Linked DNA regions of Zea mays: region 2 is linked to region 1. A link is a contact called in public Hi-C data. All regions are on one chromosome and are shown on one strand. The core of a region is the stretch at or near the end of the contact, and the rest is flanking DNA. Distances in the headings are between cores, read along the strand shown.

What was found. A called contact is a pair of places that touch in the nucleus more often than the background predicts.
Region 2: a Hi-C map of ear shows a contact between it and region 1, with 2.5 times the contacts expected there. The contact joins the promoter of LOC100383840 here to the promoter of LOC103640626 in region 1. A contact is called at or near these places in 2 of 25 Hi-C or Micro-C datasets (ear and leaf).

What each region holds. Positions count from the first base shown.
Region 1 is chr1:180,158,422-180,161,579 of Zm-B73-REFERENCE-NAM-5.0, forward strand. LOC103640626 (cationic amino acid transporter 2, vacuolar) reads right to left here and starts at 1,699. Exons shown (of 14, transcript XM_008664067.3): 1 at 1,087-1,699. The coding sequence starts at 1,207.
Region 2 is chr1:180,913,115-180,916,297 of Zm-B73-REFERENCE-NAM-5.0, forward strand. LOC100383840 (HSP20-like chaperones superfamily protein) reads right to left here and starts at 1,253. Exons shown (of 1, transcript NM_001176471.1): 1 at 1-1,253. The coding sequence starts at 1,210.

The DNA of each region.
Region 1 (3,158 bases), core at 449-2,948:
ATTTCTTTAGTCTAGGGACTAAAATTTAGTTAGGGGACTAAAGTTTAGTCCCTAACATGTTTGGTTCTAGAGGCTAAAAATAGTAAGAATATACTAAATGACTCATAAGAAGACTAAAATGGCATTTATCATTCTACTGTTATTAGTACAATTGAACTAAATGAGGGATAAACGTGGAATTAATATGATTTAGTCCCTTTTAGCACATATGTGAAGTACTAAAGACTAAATCATTTTAGTCTATATTTTAGTCTTAGTGTTTGGTAAAAAATGGACTAAATAGGACTAAAAACTAGAGACTAATCTTTAGTCGCTCTAACCAAACACCCCATATGGGGTGTAATTAGCAAAACAAAATAAAAAAACATTTGGTTCAACTGAATACTCTATGCAGTCCAGTGAACAAGCCATCTGCATAAGCTCCAAGAGTCCGTTGCACACAAAAAAAAAATCTTCTTTGAGCTGAGTATTTACATGTCAAGAAACAGTTTTTTTTGGGGTTGAAATGCTATGATCTAGTACATGTTATGCACGACGGGCATGTGCATAATCAGAGTAGCAATGCCCAGAACAGTACAGAGACAGCCACCCACCTACCTACCTTGCCAACAGTGACCCAACGCCAAGCAACCGAGCAGAGGAAGGAACTAGAGACGGTAGCAACTGAGATTCCTCTCAACCTTTACCCATAACCTAGATTGCGTCTGGATTGGGGGCTGAGAGGATGGGATGGGTTCCGTTCCGTTCCTGTTTGGATTGGGGACTGAGACACGGACTGGAAACTTCGCAAGCGAAATCTCAGAGAGTAACACAGCTCCAGCTCGAGTACAGTATATCAACAGCAGCTCACTGAACTGAATCCGGCAAATTCAAATCGTCGCACTGGAAGCACCTGCACGGCCGCACCGGCCAAGAGAGAGAGAGAGAGAGAGAGAAAGGAAGGCAGCGAAGCTTGCTTGCACCTTTCGTGGTTTGTTCCGAGTTCCAACAAATTAAATCCCCGCAAAGATCCACCGCAAACAAGAAGAAGAAGAAGGATGGAGGAGGTCGGCATGGAAAGTGAGAGAGGGAAGAGAGGTCGCTAACCGATGGCGACGAGCTGGGTGACGGAGAGCTCCTTGCGGAGCTGGTGGGCGCTGCCGGCGGCGCGCGTCCGCTCGGAGTCTACCTGCTTCCGGCGCATCAGCGCCCGGACCCCGCTGCCCATCCCCGCCGCGTCTGTCCCTTGCTTGCTTGCTGAGGGCCGGCGGCTGCAGAGGGGAATGATTGATTGATTCGTCCTGTTCCTGTAGGGAAGAAAGGCAGAGCAGTCGTCGTCTCCTCTTCGCTGATTAGATGGCGTGCCAACGGTGTATGTATATGACGGTAGAATGGGTCATTATGGGTGTACAACTAGTAAACTGCAAGCTTCGACGAGCGGCACACACGAGAACTTGAGTGTTGTTGGGGGACTTGATTGACGCGACGCGAGAAAGGAAAAGTCCATATTAACCTTATAAAATTGTAGCTCACATGTATAGTATCTATGGACAGGTATGTAATTTTATATAAAAATATATCTTTCCACTATAAATAGAAGCATAATAAGATACATAGGGATACTTTTTTAGTCAGTGAGAGGCCAATCTCTATCATTACCTATATAGCAACGTAAGATCGAAGGTATACATGTAAATGCCTATTGTAATATATAGTTCAGAATAATAGGAGATGAGTTGATTTTGATTGAATTAATTTATCGAATTGTCGTTATTCTTTTTACGCCTTCTCCCATTTGTTAATCCTTAAGATTAATAAATGTGAGAAGAAAAAAATATTTTCATGTGTGTTGCCTTATTTTTTTATCTCTTTCAGGATATAAGAACAAGTGAACAACATGTATGTTTCATTACAATGGTCGTATGAGACAGATGAGACGATTCTTTAGGGCTGATTTGGTGGATAAGGATCACGAGAGGATTCCTTCTCATGGATCTCCTCGTCCCTGTCCACTAAATCATCCCTTAGATAAGACTGCTCGGTTTAGTGTAAGAAGTTAGGACATAACCGTCCCTAGCTGTCTACCAGAATTGAACCGAGACAGAACCCCGTTGGACGTAGCTATCATCGGCTGTCCCAAATGCTCCGCAAGCAAATACACCCTTATTTACGGATAATCTTCGCTTGATGCTAACGGTAGCCCTCACAGATTTTTATTATACTTGTAGCCAGTCAGAGCCCTCTGAGTATTTCATGTGAAAAAATTAGATATAGAGCCATGTACTTGTAGCCAAGGGGCGTGCATAAGTGCATGATGGTTGACCTTTTCAGCCACGCTACACACCACACGCACGACTCTCCGCTCCCAATAGGCTGGCTGGTTAGCAGTGCCGTGTTGGCGTATGCTTATCGCTAAAAATATGCTTATTTGTATGTATGGTCCATACAAGTTCCAAAGTGCGGCAAGGCAAGGAAAGGGAAAAAAGGTATTTTATTCATGGGAGCCGTCAGCCAACCGTGGGATCAAAGATTTCATAATTTTCTTCTCTAGAAGAAAAATATTTTAAAGGTTAGTTTGGGATCCTATTTTTCTAATAAATTTCTATTTTTTCTAAAAAAATTAATTCATTTTCTCTTAAAAACGGTAATTCTTTAGAAAAATATAGTTACCAAATTAGCTCTAATACTAATATTCTAGCGAGATGTGTTATGCAAAGAAAAAGTCAGTTTTGTGAATCCCCGTGCGCCCACGTCAGTCAATGCTGCAGATATGCATGTTCGCTCCCTCCAAGGGAAAAAAACGCCTTATAAACTTCGTACTTGATTTTTAGAAAATTGGTTCTCTACCTACCAAAGTTCACCGTCTCCGTAAAATACCACCCAAAGACCTCAGCTCTGCAAAATACCACCCACAGTTTCACCTTTCTTTGGAAGTCAACATCCCGTTTGTTTCTTCATTAATTACCGTTAATAACGGGACCGAAACACCTCTTCCTCCGTTTCTGATAAAGATGTCAATGGATACCTGTGACCCGATACTCCGTTATTTACTCTATTAGGTATGTATACGGACTAGATATTCTACTCATGGATCTCTAAATAGACAAAAATCTTCACGCAATGGGTAAATGAGTATTAGAAGGTTTTGCCCTCACCCATACTTGTTAACCTATAGGTAT
Region 2 (3,183 bases), core at 3-2,502, 750 kb after region 1:
TAGGATAAGTACGTGGCGGCTGTGGCGGGGACGGAGAGCGACGCGGTGGTGGCGGCGGGGACGGAAGCCGACGCGACGGTGGCTTAGGATAAGTACGTGGCGGCTGTGGCGGGGACGGAGAGCGACGCGGTGGTGGCGGCGGGGACGGAAGCCGACGCGACGGTGGCTTAGGATAAGTACGTGGCGGCTGTGGCGGGGACGGAGAGCGACGCGACGGTGGCGGCGGGGACGGAGAGCGACGCGACGGTGGCTTAGGATAAGTACGGGGCGGCTGTGGCGGGGACGGAGACCGACGCGGTGGTGGCTGCGGGGACGGAGGCCGACGCGACGGTGACTTAGGATAAGTACGGGGCGGCTGTGGCGGGGACGGAGACCGACGCGGTGGTGGCGGCGGGGACGGAGGCCGACGCGACGGTGGCTTATGATAAGTACGGGGCGGCTGTGGCGGGGACGGAGAGCGACGCGGTGGTGGCGGCGGGGACGGAAGCCGACGCGACGGTGGCTTAGTATAAGTACGTGGCGGCTGCTGGGACGGAGAGCGACGCGACGGTGGCGGCTGGGACGGAGGCCGACGCGACGGTGGCTTAGGATAAGTACGGGGTGGCTGTGGCGGGGACGGAGACCGACGCGGTGGGGACGGAGACCGATGCGGCGGTGGCTTAGGGTAAGTACGTGGTTGTGGTGGCGGCGGTTCAGGAGCAGGAATGGAAGGTTCTGGGCGCGATGGGTGCCGACGTGGTTGAGGTGGTAGAGGAGGCGCCTGCGTTGGCGATGGGTTCTGGCGTGTCAGCGGCGGCGGTTCAGGAGCAGGAACGGACGGCTCTGGCGGCGATGGACGCCGGCGTGGTTGTTGTTGTGGAGGAGGAGGAGGTGGCGACGGCGACGGAGTCGGCGAGTGCGACAGCGCGGCGACGATGGGGAGCGTGATGATGAGCTTCTCGCCCTCGAACCTGGCGCGGACGCCGTCGGAGTCGCAGTTGTCGGGGAGGCGGAGGTCCTTCTTGAACCTGGCCCACCGGCCGCCCCTGGCGGGTCGCTCGCCGGTGGCGCGCAGCACGCCGTGGTTGTCCACCTGCACCCTCACCTGGTCCTTGCGGAACCCCGGCAGCGCGATCTCCACCACGTCCTGCTCCTCCCCTGCCAGCTTCCACTCCACCTCCGGGTCGAAGTCCTCGAACACCCGCGCCGCCGCGCGCTGCCGCCGGTCCATGCCTGCCTATTTCCTCGCCGCCGGAGACCGAAGCTGCTCGCCCTTCGCGGCGGGCGTGCACGGACAGCGACCCCGCCTCGACGTGTATTTATGGTATCCGGCGGCGTAGCGTGCCATGTATTGCTGCCGTGTCCGAGCCATGGAATGCAAGGATGGGTTGCTTGGTGAGGACAGCAGGAAGCAGCCGGCTGACATGGAGTGCGAGGTGTGGGTTGGGTCACCTCCGTCCTTGGGCCTAGGACATGGTTCCTTTCTTGCCTGTGCTGTGCTGGCTGGCCTCCACGGCTCCATTCCATCGAGCTGCTACTGTAGTGGTCTAGTGGAGTGCTAAGACTGACCGCAACGCTCCCCCCTCCCCTGTCCCCTCCCCTTGCATGCGGCACGTAGGGGGCACTCTATGGCCGCAGCGGTGCCCTCTACAGCGCCCCCTACGTGTCGGTCCCCTTCTCCCCCCCTCAGATCTAGTGTGTCACTGTTCATCACCCTAAACACTGTGCTGTGGGTCCACGAGTAATTGTTAGTAGATAAAAAATTGATAGTTGATATAGAAAATGATATTTTATAGTGGTAGTGGGGTATAGGGGGAGTATTTAGGGGGAACCGCTGCGGGAGATGAAAAAATAGGGGGAAAAGTGATATAGGGGGAAAAATTTAGGGGTAACGGTTGCGGATAGCCTAAGACTGACCGCAACGCTGCCCCCTCCCCTGCCCCCTCCCCTTGCATGCGGCGCGTAGGGGGCACTCTGCGGCCGCAGCGGTGCCCCCTATAGCGCTCCCTACACGTCGGCCCCCCTTCTCTCTCCCCCTAGATCTAGCGCGTCACTGTTCATCCCCCTAAACACTGTGCTGTGGGTCCACGGATAATTGTTAGTAGATAAAAAATTGATAGTTGGTATAGAAAATAATATTTTATAGTGGTAGTGGGGTATAGGGGGAGTATTTAGGGGGAACCGCTGCGGGAGATGAAAAAATAGGGGGGAAAATAGGGGGGAAAAGTGATATAGGGGAGAAAATTTAGAGGTAACGGTTGCGGATAGCCTAAATGAATCTTCAGCCTAAGAGCAACTCTAAGAGGTGCCGCATATCAACGCGAATAGCGTTTTTAGCGTCCAAACTCCACCATTCTCGCTTCCAAGAGACTGCTATTTCTTTTCCCATTTTTTGGCTTCCCACAAAGGCAACGATGGATCCCGCATATATGCGCGAGCAAAACTCTCCCCAATCCTGCCGAGCGCTTGCAATCAAGTAGCTTCCCGCAAATTTTTTCCAGCTACGCGCAGTTTTGTTCGACGAAAGGTGGGTGGCGGCAGCAGATACATCATCGTCTTGGAGGAATACATTGTTGTTCTTCACTGGCGCGGCGCTGGCGGCTCAAGGCCAGTTGCTTCGGACGGTCAAGATATGGTGTTCGGCGGCACACGTATCCCCCAATTGCAGATGGTCGGGGTTGGAGTTCCCAGTGGCGGAGTTGAACCGCGAGGTGGAGGTCCACCACGACCACCGATGTTAGCTCGTTCTAGGGACGATTCGGATCCACTAGCAGCTTCGACGTTCAGATGCAGTGGCCATCTCTCTCCATCCATGGATTTCCAGGCGGCTGGTAATGAAATTGTCCCCTTCAATTTTTCTGCAGTGGTAGTCAGGGACGACAGATTGAAATCTGGCTGGTCCTGTTCGCTACACCTGCAATACCTCTGCTCGGCGATTTTTTTTTCAATTCTAGACGGAGGGTGTGGGTTAAGCTTGGCCTTCACCATGAGTCGTAGTCCTCCAGCTGTTGGTATACGTCTGGTCCTAGTACAAGGGGATGAAGCTTGGTACTGCACGTTTCTTGTATATGTATTTTTCAATTGGGAGTGGTTTCTGCAAAGTGATATTTAATTGCCTTGCTATTTAATTGCCTCATGAACTGGTAGTCTCTTGTGCCTAGTTTCTCAAGTAAAAGTTCTAAAAAATCGACAAGACTTTATATT